Linked DNA regions of Bombyx mori: region 1 is linked to region 2. The links are chromatin contacts, called in public Hi-C maps. All regions are on one chromosome and are shown on one strand. The core of a region is the stretch at or near the end of the contact, and the rest is flanking DNA. Distances in the headings are between cores, read along the strand shown. Region 1 holds the start of LOC101738442 (catenin delta-2). Region 2 overlaps LOC101738442 (catenin delta-2).

The links. Hi-C and Micro-C count contacts between places; a contact is called where the count stands out from the background.
Region 1: a Hi-C map of midgut shows a contact between it and region 2, with 3 times the contacts expected there. The contact joins the promoter of LOC101738442 here to the enhancer-like site in region 2. A contact is called at or near these places in 3 of 7 Hi-C or Micro-C datasets (midgut and whole pupa).

Annotation. Positions count from the first base shown.
Region 1 is chr27:5,089,087-5,095,906 of ASM3026992v2, forward strand. LOC101738442 (catenin delta-2) reads right to left here and starts at 3,489. Exons shown (of 20, transcript XM_012690953.4): 1 at 3,097-3,489. It overlaps LOC101739685 (collagen alpha-1(I) chain), which reads left to right and starts at 5,435. Exons shown (of 20, transcript XM_062676474.1): 1 at 5,435-5,646; 2 at 6,699-6,794. The coding sequence starts at 6,725.
Region 2 is chr27:5,040,116-5,047,070 of ASM3026992v2, forward strand. It overlaps LOC101738442 (catenin delta-2), which reads right to left. Exons shown (of 20, transcript XM_012690953.4): 11 at 6,814-6,955; 12 at 4,328-4,517; 13 at 3,081-3,172; 14 at 2,095-2,282; 15 at 1,137-1,278; 16 at 419-591. Among protein-coding and RNA genes, the nearest start is that of LOC105841726, 20 kb to the left of the region's middle. Within about 2 kb of position 1,261, at least 2 of the 8 cell types and tissues checked have open chromatin away from gene starts, as enhancers often do.

The DNA.
Region 1 (6,820 bases), core at 2,239-4,738, 51 kb after region 2:
CGGTTTTAAGCTCACCAGAATTTACCTAATAATTTTTTTTTCTCCTACCTAATCGCTGGTAGCCTAAGAGGCTATTCCAGTTACGTCCGGACGGGTAGGTGAGCTCACGGACTCAACCTGACAGAATTTGCTAATACTAGCCCTAACAAGAGCAGTGCTTCGTAAAATCTACCACAGGATCGTAATCGCGACCCACTGAGAAGATTCGCGAGAAACTCAGTGGGGTGTCTATGGATTAATGAATATGAAAGACCTAAAGAAGAGCATGTTTTAACTATACATGTATGATTTTTCGCTGTGTATGTTTGAATTCACGTGCATTTAAAAACGTATTCCTTTTGTAATCAAGTTATAATTTAATGTCTCGAGTTCAGGATGGAGTTCCCGCGTTGGTCAATGCCTAATATCGTCGATATTTGTAAAAATAATTGCCTTTACACCGTGATCCATGCGTTCTGGTTCGAAGAGTGGGAGAGGCGTTACTTTACAACTGAGACCCATAAAGTTATATCTCAAAATGAATGGCAACATTATCGTTCTGAGTTCTGATCACTACAGGGCCTGGTAACCACTTAACACCAACGTTAATTGCCGCCACCCGCTTTAAGACTTGAGGTCAATGACTCAATTTCATAGTAATTACGCTAATTGTAAATTTTCGAATATGATTTTTATTAGACCGAGTATTGATATATCTCTCTCTCTCTCTCTCTCTCTCCCTCTCTATTGATGTTATTTCTTCATAGTAATAATTCATGTGAACGTGTGCTAAGTACGTATTTCACTTGAAAAATTGGTGTCTGCCTGCGGAATTCGAACATAGGTTTATTCGCATCGTTTGATACGAGAACCCCAGGCGTCTTAACATTCAGGCCACGACGACTTCTATAGTCTGCAAATTTTTGTTTATAAATAAAAAACAAATTGGGCTAACAAATCTATGCTTGTGTATTATTTCATCTTTACTCAAGGAACGAGTGGCTTTCGTTCACAACGATGCATCTTATCGCGGTTAACTGCGACGGTAATTAGTTTAGTACAACATAATGTATGTTTTGAGATAGCTGTGATTGGAAAAATAAAATATGTCTACAATCAGTACATATTATATGTATTTATTGTGGGTACGCATACATATTATCTATGCCCTCTATTATACTAAACATTATACTCTGGCATTGACATTACTGAGATAGTCCACTATTAAAATTTTTAACCAAAATTATCTTTCCTCAACTCTCCTATAGCCAAATTTATGACCTTAAAAGACACAAAAACCGCGTTTCGTACTTTTTTGAGCCAAAATAAAAAACATCATTGAACTAAAAAGCCAGACTAAATTAATTTTATATTCCCCGGAACTTGCTTTCATCAACTATTTTTGGGTTCGGTCTCCATAGTTCTGTAACAAATTTAGTCAATAATAAACGCCTCATAATTTCATTATATCTGTCCCTCCATCTGAATGTCCCAATAATTTTACTTGGAATCCATTGGCACCATTCATATAGATGAAATTTCAAAGTTGAGTGGTTTCTACAAAGTTGTTTTTCAAAGGTGACAGTTCCATCATGTAAATTTAATTTAGAAAAAACATCTAATGAATATTTCTTTGAGCAAAGTATTTTGGTTATAGTTATAGTTCTTGAGATATCATTTTGAAATATTGTAGGATAAACACTGGTAAGAATAAAAAATATATTTTTGATTCCTAATTGCTTGGAAATTGTAAGTCGAATTGGAAATTGTCAATTGTGAATCGAAAATATTATGAAATGGAATCTATAGAACCAATATTTTATTATTTGGAAAAAAAAATCTTCTTTGTATTGTAAAGAACATAAATTAATAAGATTGCAACATAAACATAATATTTCAATGTTTCAGTTTGGGGCTGCTTAGATGTAAATAAATTAATTCACCTTTAACTATAATTATTAATTTCTTTATTTTATTTTAGTTATATTTAATTAATTTGAAACAAATATGTGATGTAAATAGCAGTCACACTTTCATATTCAATGAATTTTTAACATTTCATTCTATTAAAAGTTTTCCTAAATCAGGAATTATATTTCTATAAAACTTCTCAGTGAATGCTTGTTATGTGTTCTATCAATCTTGGATAATAAGAATGAAGTGTATTTTTTTTTTATTTTAACTTATAGAAATGATTTTCTCTAACTTTTTCATTAATTTTGTGGGTTGAATTTTGGTTATTATATGTACTTCAAATTTCTATTCAATAATACAGCAAGAAAAGCTTATTCTAGTGACAGAGCTAAAATGTACATATAAAAACCAGGACAGACTGTGTAATTTGCGCATAAAAAATACCATGAAGAAAGAGCCTTAATCTTAACTGTGACCTGTGAATTCTCAATAGAACTGTTGCAGCTCAGGGATATATAGAATGGACAATAGTTTGATACAACTAAAATCTAACTCTCAAAAGCTAATAGTCCTCGGTCAATCTTTCATTATCACACCTACTGTAAAAGGTTAGAAATGTCAAACTATGAGATAAGACACCAAACAAGATTGAATTGAAGTATTTTGTTGTATGAAGCCTATGAGATATCAGTACTTACAGTTCATCAATATCAGTAGGACAAGCTATCTAATACTATTAAAAAATAAAATTTTATGTGCATAAATTTTAAAGTCAAATTTCAATTAAAAAAATTAATCTATTATATTAGTTTTATATTCAAAATAATTTAATAAAGATTAAAATATGTTAATTTTATGAACTATACACATTTTTACTAAGAGTTCTATAACTATGTAACACATTTCTTTTTTATTATTTAAAGGCAAAACCATCTTAAGATACAGGCAAACAAGTTATCTTATTTTTATATAAATTCGAGCACTTAAATCAAAAGATAATAGAAAAAATCCATGATTATTGTTTCAAATAAGTGATCAAGCCACTAAGTTGTTGCACTGATTATCACATGAGCGATATATGCCATGTTTTGTTATTTATGAAAACCCGCATTTCATTTCATGTTATTGTAGAACTGACGAGTAATCATCAACATGTAATATCGTAAAACGACACGTAAATATCACAACGTAGAAGGCACTCACCGTAATGGCCACAATCTTCTAAACTACTAAACACGAGAATCACATAAAACGGAACGTGGGATACGATTTTCGCGAAGTTTCATTAATGGGTACACTTTCCAATAGCTTTTACCATCACGGCCCCTACTAATGCTAGTAGACAGTACAAACAGGCATGGAAAATAATACGCGACTGACGTACAAATCTACGCCTAGGGAGCGGTCGGTATGTTATTTTTCACGATAAACGAGCAAAAGGTAACCGGATAAAGTAACTTTCATACATAGATGCACCAGATAACTTCACAAATTTTAGTTCAACTATAAATTTTTTACACAAATCACCACAAAATTAAATATTGGGCGACAACGAAGCGAAATCGTCCCTCCTCCCTTCACCGTAAAATCATAGACAGTTTTTGGTTAACTTTGATCAATCGTCAACCTGGACCCGCAAAAGGAACATAGCCTCGAAGCCAGAGATCAAAATCATCGATGAAAATTGAATAAAGTGCATTGCATGCATTCACCATTAAACTCTGATCTGGATATACAGAAGATTGACTCTGCCAATATTCACATACAGCACCACTGTATAATAGTCAAAACCAGAATTGCGAATGTGCAAAGCAGAAATGTGATAAAAGTATAGACTTGCTTAGCTACAAGAGGCATCCTTCACATAATTGTGAGTAATGTAATGCTCTAGTAAGTAAAAGTTATCCTGGTTATTGAACCTTACAAAAAAACCTTGCATATTGAGCAACGAATCTAAAGGGTTCTAAGTTAGCCTATAGAACGGCAGCCAGATTAAAAGTAGACATATAATGGGAATTAATAATAAAAAATGGCTAAATGTTCGATATGGTCTGTAATGAAATCCTATCAAGATCTACGCTCACTGTGGCGTACTCTCGTCGAAGAATCCAACATGAAATTTACATAAGTTATACCTAGATGCATTCACGAACTAATTGCCCTTGGGCTGTTAGGCTTCAAATAATGGTAGTTAGTAGAACAATGCTGAGCGTTGAAGCACGTTTGTATGTTCTGGCGAAGCTGGATAATCTTCTGGACACCAGTAAGACGCTTAACTGTCATTTCATCACTCATATCATTCACAGAAATATTTTTTTCCTTTTACCATCCGTTACTGGAATAAAATCTCTTCCACTGTGTTTCAAGGGCAAGAATCACTGGTAGTTTTTAAACGAGTATTCAAAAGATTTGTCTGTATATCTTTTAATCCAAAATGAAGATACCAAAATAATTAATCAACTCAACATGCAAACAAAATTAAACTAAATGCTCTGACATCGTTAATCTTTGGGTAGACAGTTGCTTTATGTAGGCAATACATTTCACCCTTCTATATGAGAATCTTACGTTGCTTTATTATTTGTTTCATTTAATTTGAATTTTTAATTTTATAATTATCACATTACGCGTATAGGACACTTTCCAAATCGGAAAGCTTTCAAATTAATAATGAAAAATTATATTACTTCTAAATCAAGTGTTACTTTACTTTTAGATATTGCAATTTTTCATCTAGAATATTATCGATTAGAGTTTTCATTGATATTTTGAAGCAAGAATCCTGTAATTTAATATTTTATGTATCCGAACAAGCATTAGTAAAATATACTAGTGTTGCTCAGTCCATGTTTAGTGATCGATTTTAAAATTTTGTAATCGAAATATTTCCTGCAGCTATAAAACTTTTTCAAATTAGAGTTATATTCGAAAAGTGTGCTGTAATTCCTGGTGTCAAGACACACCTTAATGCTATGAAATGATTTTTGTCATTTTCTTCAGTTTTTTTAAATTTTGGGTAACCTATTTTCTTAATAATTGGTTTTCTCATCCGTAACTTAGGGTACTATTGATAGACAGGACATGCACAGAGCCTCAGAGATGATTGTGTGACAACAAATCTTGATTGCTTGATTTATTAAAATGGGTAACGTAAGTGTAGTATAGAGGCTACAATTATACAAGTCGAGTCAGCAAGTCAGCATTTAAGTCAAAAGTGGATATTGTTTGTGAAAGGTAACTTTTCTAAGAGAAGTTCTTTCCCTTTCATAGTGACTTACAACTGGCTGACCTGTTAAATTTTATATTATAACCTAATGAAGCTTAAAATCAAGAAAGAAGTCATCCTATCATATTCGTTCATCAACACAATTCTTACAGTTATGCTTGACGATAATATTATATTTTCAAGAAATTTCTTTTATTTTACGCTTTTGTTTTGAAAATAACGTACGAATCGAATAGGAGTTTCTGAAATTAATTACTTCATTTATAAATCACACTCTCAAAAATTATAACACGAATACCGATTTATATCGATTCTAGTGTATCGCAAGAATCGGAAGATGGCCGTCGCTAGTGTTGTCGCATATATGTATGTTGTGTTGTGTGTGCGTGGTGATTTGTGTTAATGCTGATAGAAAGAATTTTATTAAAATCTGGTTTTTATAATACGATGAGACTTACATAAATGTGATAAAACACAGTGTTTTGTGTCATCAAGTGCAAGTGAATCCGTCGTGAGGCGGTAATCGTGTACGTTTAATCGCTATTTGTGGATTCTGGATCTCATATAAGTACCATAAACAAAAATGTCAGCGATCCCGATTTTTTGTTTCTTTCTGCATATCCATCCTCATATTTTAATTAGATCACACGAATGATATAAAATAATTTTAAGTTTTTACTTCTACAGTGTCATCTCAGTCGAAAGATGCAATCGAAGCAATAAATCGGCCATAGTAAACGTGCGTTTCGTGTGCTCGCGCCTGTCTACACCCGACTTATCTCATTGTTTATGTATGGAGAATAAGCCAGGAATTTTTATGGTGATTCGGCGCGTATTCTCTTTTTTGTTGAAAATGTCGAGGGGATCAGGTGTGTGAGAGCTGTGTAAGTGCTCTGACGGAGACGGCTGATTGTCACGGCGTCCCCCGACCGCCAAGGTTTCCGCGATCTCTATTTATAATAACATCTCGATCATTTGGTGCAATATAATGACATTCCTGTAATGAAGTGCCGTACAGTAGATTTGTGGGACAGGTGCCAATTGTTTGCTCGACTACGATAAAATCGCGCGAAGTAGTATCGTTTGGACAGACTGCATTATTGTTTATTTCATATGAATGAAGACACCATAAACATTGTCGAATTAACTAAGATAATCATTTAACGACATATTAGAAAAAAAAAAAAAAATTATAAAAATGTCTTCAATAAAGTTATACTGAAATCAAATATATCTATAAACAATAATTTAAACCTATATAATTCATTTCTTCATATTATGTGATAAACTACAGTGAGCTAACAACATTCCTATGATATATCACCAGAAAAAAAAAATTTTTCATGAAAATACTTTAAATTTCAAATATTTTTGGATGCTTTTTAAAATACTGTTTACCTTTCGCAAACATGCCATCAGTCCACCTATGGCATAAAAAATGAAAACAAGTTAATGATAACGCAAAACACAATAAAAATGATAGTGAAAACCTAATATGAAATAAAATGATAGGGTCATATTTTAATAAGGGCTGAAATCATATATATAAGAATCACAATCTAAGAATTTTTGCTTACAGTCAAGTTGGCGAAGGCACGCAGAGGTATGATTAAGGAGAAGGAGAAGGGTGGAGGTGCCCGCCTCAAGGACGAGCCCAGTGACCCTGCTGAGCCTGGTATTTTCTTTTTTCTCATAAACTCA
Region 2 (6,955 bases), core at 11-2,510:
GTAGAACCTCTTATGAGTCCGCGCGGTCGGGTACCACCGCCCCGCCTATTTCTGCCGTAAAGCAGTTATGCGTTTCGGTTTGAAGGGCGGGGCAGCCGTTGTAACTATACTTGAGACCTTAGAACTTATATTATCTCAAGGTGGGTGGCGCATTTACGTTGTGGATGTCTATGGGCTCCAATAACTACTTAACACCAGTTGGGCTGTGAGCTCGTCCACCGATCTAAGCAATAAAAAAAGGGGAGCGCAGTCTCTGTATCGTCAATGATCCTTGATAGGTTTGCAAATTTTTAAACTAAGACTCGGATGCCGTTATATCATAAAAATTGTGTTAATAGATTCCTTTATATAAATACATATGACTGTATATATAAATTAAAGACCCTATTATTAAGTCTTAAGGTCGCTATTCCCTCACCTGGTCGTGCTGTTGGTTCCCGCTGGGCAGCTTCTGCACGAGGTCGCGCATCGCGTACTTCCCGATCAGCTCCTTGTTGCGTTGGTCGATGGCCAGGTTACGTAGAGCCGTGGCCACGGCGCACACCACGCGGTCCACTTCCATACGTAACAGTTCCACCAGGATCGGTAACCCTGTCCGAATACATTTGTTACGACGATTAAAGATTTACGAAAAAATCGCGATTAAATATTTTATAATCCAACAAAACCACAAAGATGATGAAATATAAAATTAATAGCGGATCCGACAGACGTTATCCTAATCCTAAATCCAAAAAATTTATGGTTTGATTTGAGAATCTAAAACATTCTCAAATTCACTGGAACAAACACGAAAAATTTCATCAAAATCGGTCCAACCGTTTAGGAGTTCACTAACATACACACGAACAAAAGTATTACATATATTAAAATTTTTAAAGCACGGAATACTACTGACGCGCGTCACATCTTTTTTTATTTTTTTAATTGCCCTTGTAGGCAGACGAGCGTACGGCCCACCTGATGGTGAGTGGTTACCATCGCCCATGGACTTCAGCAATGCTAAGGGCATAGCCAAGCCGCTTCCTACCGTTACATAGACATTTCTAATGACATTTGGATTTTCGGCCCTATTCGACAACATTATGGCCCGCCAGCCTGGCGCCTGGCTGGACATCTCGGCGCGAGTCCTGTACCTTTTTCTTTCCTGACGGCGGCGCGTATGTCGATGGAGGGCTGCCAGTAGCAGGCGGCGAGGTTCTGCAGCGCGCCGGCCGCCGCCTCCAGCGTCTCCGGGTTGGAGCACGTCTGCAGCAGCGCCATGTACAGCGGGACCACCTGCAAGCACACGCTCACTCTCACTCTCTCTCGCAGGGACAGGACGTTGTACCGGCTTCGGGCCGTGAGCAAATTGGAACTTTAACCTCATATCTCAAGGTGCGTTATGTTAGAGTGTCTTTTTTTCCTACCTAAGCTGATGGTCTAGAGCAGGCCTGGGCAAATGGCGGCCCTCGGTAGAATTTTGTCTGGCCCGTGAAGCATTGTATATATCATTAAAACAGTTTGTGACTCAATCTATTAAGCATAGATGATAGTAGAAACACTTTTAATAACACCTTTGTATGATAATTGTACAGTTTGATAATTATCTGATATTAATGTTTAAAATTTTTCTTGAATTTTTTTTTAATTCAAATAACTTGATAAATATAAATATTTTGATTCAAAAATGTTGGTTTTAAAATTCATTAATTGACATCCTTAGCAAAAACTAAACTTAAAATTAGAAAAAAACCGGTTTGGCCCGAGGTAAAATTTTCATCTGCAATGTAGCCCGACTATCAAAATATTTGCCCACCCCTGGTCTAGAGAGACTATGTCACCGTCACCGAGCTAGTATGTGAGCTCACGGGGCTCAAACCTGACGATGTTGCTAGCACGAACCCTAGCAAGAACCGTGCTTCGCAGAATCTACCAGCGGATCGGACACGCGGCCCACTGAGAAGATCCAGCGGACAAATTAGTGGGCTGTGTCTGTGGGTTAATTTACTCGCCGAGCCCTTCATCGCAAGCGACGGGTTCGACGAGGACGATGACCGGAATGAGTGTCTAATAGCCACTTGACGCCATTACCACAGTAAGATGTGCACGTACCTCAGGAGACCAGAGCATCTCCGTTCCTTTGGGTACGGAGTAACCGAGCTGGGTGTTGTTCTCGACGGGCTGCGGTTCGGGCTCGGACTTCCCGAGTGGACTGGTCGAGTTCGACGATGAGGAACCTTCCTTTTTCTTTTTACTTCCTCCGAAACAGCCGAGGTTTTCTCCTTGTGGAAAACACAACACTAAATACGTGCAAGCTTTTGTGAGTTCTAGTTAAAATTAATACGATTAAGTTCTGTCATTCTTTCCAATAAAAAAGGGCAATTAATATTACATTGAAGTCGTCGTGGCCTAAAGGATAAAGCGTCCGTTACAATCGTATCGAGCAATGCTACTGTGCCAATGTTCGAATCCCACAGACTGGTACCAAGTGCTCTAAGAAATAGGTATTGAATATGTTTCCGCGAAAAAAAATAACAGTGAAAGAATATAATCGAATAATTAAAAAAAAACCTAATAATTTTTTTTCGAAATTACTGGTGATAGGGACTTGTAATGAGTACCAGTACCCTGACAATTTCCACTAAGAAACAACCATGCATTCCAGTTCAAGAGGTTAGGAAAGGCGTTATTACAAGTATTCTCAAAGTGATGTATGTCTCTGGGCTCCGATACAGGTACACTTAACAATAGATGGGCCGTGGGCTCGAACATCCAACTATGCAATAAAATAAAACAAAAACAGTGTTCATATCTAGTCTAATATATTTCGAAAGAACTAGCGGTAGGCAGCGGCTTGGCTCTGCCCCTGGCATTGCTGAAGTCCATGGGCGACGGTAAGCACTCACCATCAGGTGGGCCGTACGCTCGTCTGCCTACAAGGGCAATAAAAAAAAACTACACAATTATTCACTTACATGTTACTAGTGTTGTGGTGTAAGTTTGTCGATAAATGTAAAGCTGGTGTTATTGATGACAGTTTTTTAAATCTGACCGACCGTGGTTTAAGGCAACCGATGGTGGAACAACAAGAACCTCACCTTTCGAAGCGCTGGCCTGTATCCTGGCTTGTCCCGACGACTGTGTGGGAGGTGCTCGAGTGTCGTAGAGGGGGTCTTCGATTTCCTGACATCTTCGAAGCAAATTAACATGACAATTTAAAAACGTTACGAAAATTTATTTGTGAAAAATATTGGAAAGAAAGCGTGATCAGTTCAAACCTCAGTGTTACTAAACTAGAGCTGTTCTAAGTTCATTATTAGATCCGATTGTTGGCACTACGTTATTTCATTGTCATCAGAAATACATAAATCGTCAAGTTTATCGATAAAGAAATCATTAAAAGCTAGTGTTAATTTAATCGAGAGATTTTATTACATTTGAGATGGAAAAAAGTAACTATTAACTGATTTTCATGACAAAATTTATATAAATTTACATTATCCATAAATGATTAGAATTTACACAAAGCTGGTGGACTAGATGTGGCCGATGATCTTACATAGACTTGACTAACAGTGCTACATATAAATAATATACCAATATAATATTTAACATTTATTATTTTTATACTATTTCCGCAGTAAAGCAGTAATGCGTTTCGGTTTGAAGGGTGGGGCAGCCGTTGTACTGTTAAAAGTGAGACCTTACAACTCATGTCTCAGGGTGGTTCGCGGCATTTACGTTGTAGAAGATGTCTATGAGCTCCGGTAACCACTTAGCATCAAGTTTGCCGTGACCACCCATATAAGTTATAAAAATAATACCAAAATAATAAACAAAATGAAAATCGTTCTACCGGGTTCAAAATTATTACGAGAAACCATGTCCAGCAGTGGACAAGTGTGAGTTGATGACACATTTTTTTTTTCCTACCTAAGCTGATAGCCTTGAGAGGCTATTTCAACGGAACCTTAACTAGTAGGTGAGCTCACGGGGCTCAAACCTGACGACGTTGCTAGCACGAACCCTAGCAAGTCGTGCTTCGCAGAATCTACCACCGGATCGGAAACGCGACCCACTGAGAAGATTCGGCGAGAAACACAGTGGGCTGTGTCTGAGGGTTAATTTACTCGTCGAGCCCTTCGTCGCAAGCGACGGGTTCGACGAGAACGATGACCTGTGCTTGAGGTACCTAAAAGCGCCGTTAGTGGATCGGGAGGATCCGAAATAACGTGTTTGGGGCGACGTCAACTGCTTTCCATTCTTTCCGCAGGATCGGGAATGGATGACACATTGTTTTCTCCTGTACATCGGAAACACAGGTACAGAAATAAGCCGCCCGTACCTATAGGAGAGGTTCCGTAGCACGCAGACGCAGTTCTCGACGACCTTGGTGCCGATCGCGTTGACGTGCAGCGCCGTGCGCACCGCGTGCAGTAACGCCTCCGCCAGCCCCGCCAGGCAGCGCAGGCGGCGCCGCGCGTACTCGCCCGCACTCGACGCGTTGCGCAGCGCGCCCGACGCGTTGCGGAATACTAACAACACGCACTCGCTTAGGCTACGTTTTTTTTTGACGTGACAACGTCTTATAATTCGACGGAGCCGACTTTACAGACAACCGATTTTTTTTTATTGCTTAATTTGCGCAGGTTCCGTAATTGTGGCGCAACCTGGGGTAGATCTGTGTCTAGCACAGGACCTCTATGGATTAATGTTGAATGTACACATTTTTTTTTTAGTAGTTTACATTAAAAAGTTAGTTACAGTACCAAAAATCTTATTTGCATATTTACACCAATCCAGTGTATCCATATGATAAAATTTGTTTTTATATTTGCTAAATTTCATTCTAGATTTTTTTATTTATTGCTTTGATGGTTGAACAAGCTCACAGCCAGGTTTTAAGTGATTACTGGAGCCCATAGACATCCACAACGTAAATGCGCCACCCACATTGAGATATTCTAAGGTCTCAAGTTTCGTTACAACGGCTGCCCCACCCTTCACCGAAACGCATTACTGCTTCACGGCAGGAATAGGCAGGGCGGTGGTACCCACCCGCGCGGACTCACAAGAGGTCCTACCACCAGTAATAGTTCATATGATCGCGCGGTGGAAGCATTCACATGACAGAATATGTACGCGCGACAGTCTGGCGTCAACATTGGAGAATGGACGTGGAAAAGGGGCAATTTGCTTATGGATTTTATACAGAAAACTGAGACGTCGGAGAAGAAGACAAAGACGATACTGGGGGCAATCCTATTTTAAATGAAAAACTTTTCTTTTGTAACTTTATATCCCGACCTGGAGACTACACGAAGAATTTTTTGTAACTACTTTAAGATGTTAGTTGCATCTTTTGTTTTTTTTTATATGATTGCGTTGAAAGCTGTCGATACCGTTTTGTAGAACTGACAAGTACAAGAAAATTATGTGAACATTAAGCACTGTTTAGATTGATCTTGTACCGCGCGGAACTACGTACCGTCATATGAACTTAACCTTACTCTCACACATATTTGGCTAAAGTACAAAGAATGCTCTGAGGAATTTCTCTAGACGTTCCCCTCATCTCTTTTTTTTTCATCGCACCTCCCGCGGAGCAGAGTTCATCCATATTATTTTGAAACGCTACGTTCATTGACAGTGACTTTCCAAAGATCTTTTCTGCCACGTACCTTCCGGCTTTGGAATGAACTCCCTTCCACGGTGTTTTCCCGAGGGCTGAGACATGTTCTTTTTCAAACGAGGCTTGTGGAGAGTACTTAATGGTATGCAGTGGCTTGACTCTGCCAATGGCATTGCTGACGTCCATGAGCGACGGTATCCACTTACCATTAGGTTGGCCATATGCTCATCTGCTTACAAACGCAATTAATATAATACTTCAAACAGATATCGTAATTTATGCACGGATGTTGTTGAGGGTTTCGGTTGGAACCGGCTTCGGAACATTTGAGGCAAGTGACCCCTTTTCAAAAATGAACTGATACCTCAGACCTATATAGCTTATTGAAACAAACAACCTACCAATTTCAAAACTTTACGGTTGGCTAAGTTACTATGAATATAAGTAGAGAGACCTCTTTGGGAATCGTTACAAGATCCGACTGAGGCTTCGTCCTCATAACTCGAGGTACGGTAAAGGTATGTCGAGTAATCAAAAGTAACATTATAGTGTGAACGACGCTCCTTACAACTCGAGATGCCAGCGATAAATCGTTGTTATTAAAACCGGGTACTGAGTTATCCTAGTTGTATTTTTAATTGTATTGTAGGCAGCGGCTTGTCTCTGCCCCTGGCATTGCTGAAGTCCATGGGCGACGGTAACCACTCACCATCAGGTGGGCCGTATGCTCGTCTGCCTACAAGGGCAATAAAAAAAAAATATATATTCGTTATGAAAATAAATGTTATATCGATCTATAAGAGCGATGTTTTTATGAACTATGTCGCTTCCCTACGTGTGTGTGACATGAGGTTAAAATCTGAAAGGCACAGAAATGGAGCACAGCAAAATACGTGGAGAATTTTTCGAATACAAACATTTGTTTTTACACTCGCCCAAAACGGTAAATCTAAAGATTTATATTAGCTATTGTCGAACCCGTCGCGTGTGACGAAGGGCTTGGCGAGTACACTAACCCACAGACAGAGCCCACTGAGTTTCTCGCCGTATCTTCTCAGTGGGTCGCGTTTCCGATCCGGTGGTAGATTCTGCTCTTGCTAGAGTCAGTGTTAGCAACTTGGCCAGGTTTGAGCACCATGAGTTCACCTACTCTTTCGGCTGATATAGCGATATAAAAAAAAAAAAAGCACAAAACTTACCGGTAGACCAATAAGTATCTCCAGGGTTGGTGGGATGCCAGCCAGAATGCGGTATGATAACTTTGTTCACAATGACCTGAGCCGCGTCATCGATTATCGACTGCTTGAGGTCCTCGCACGATGACATATTCCATATAACACC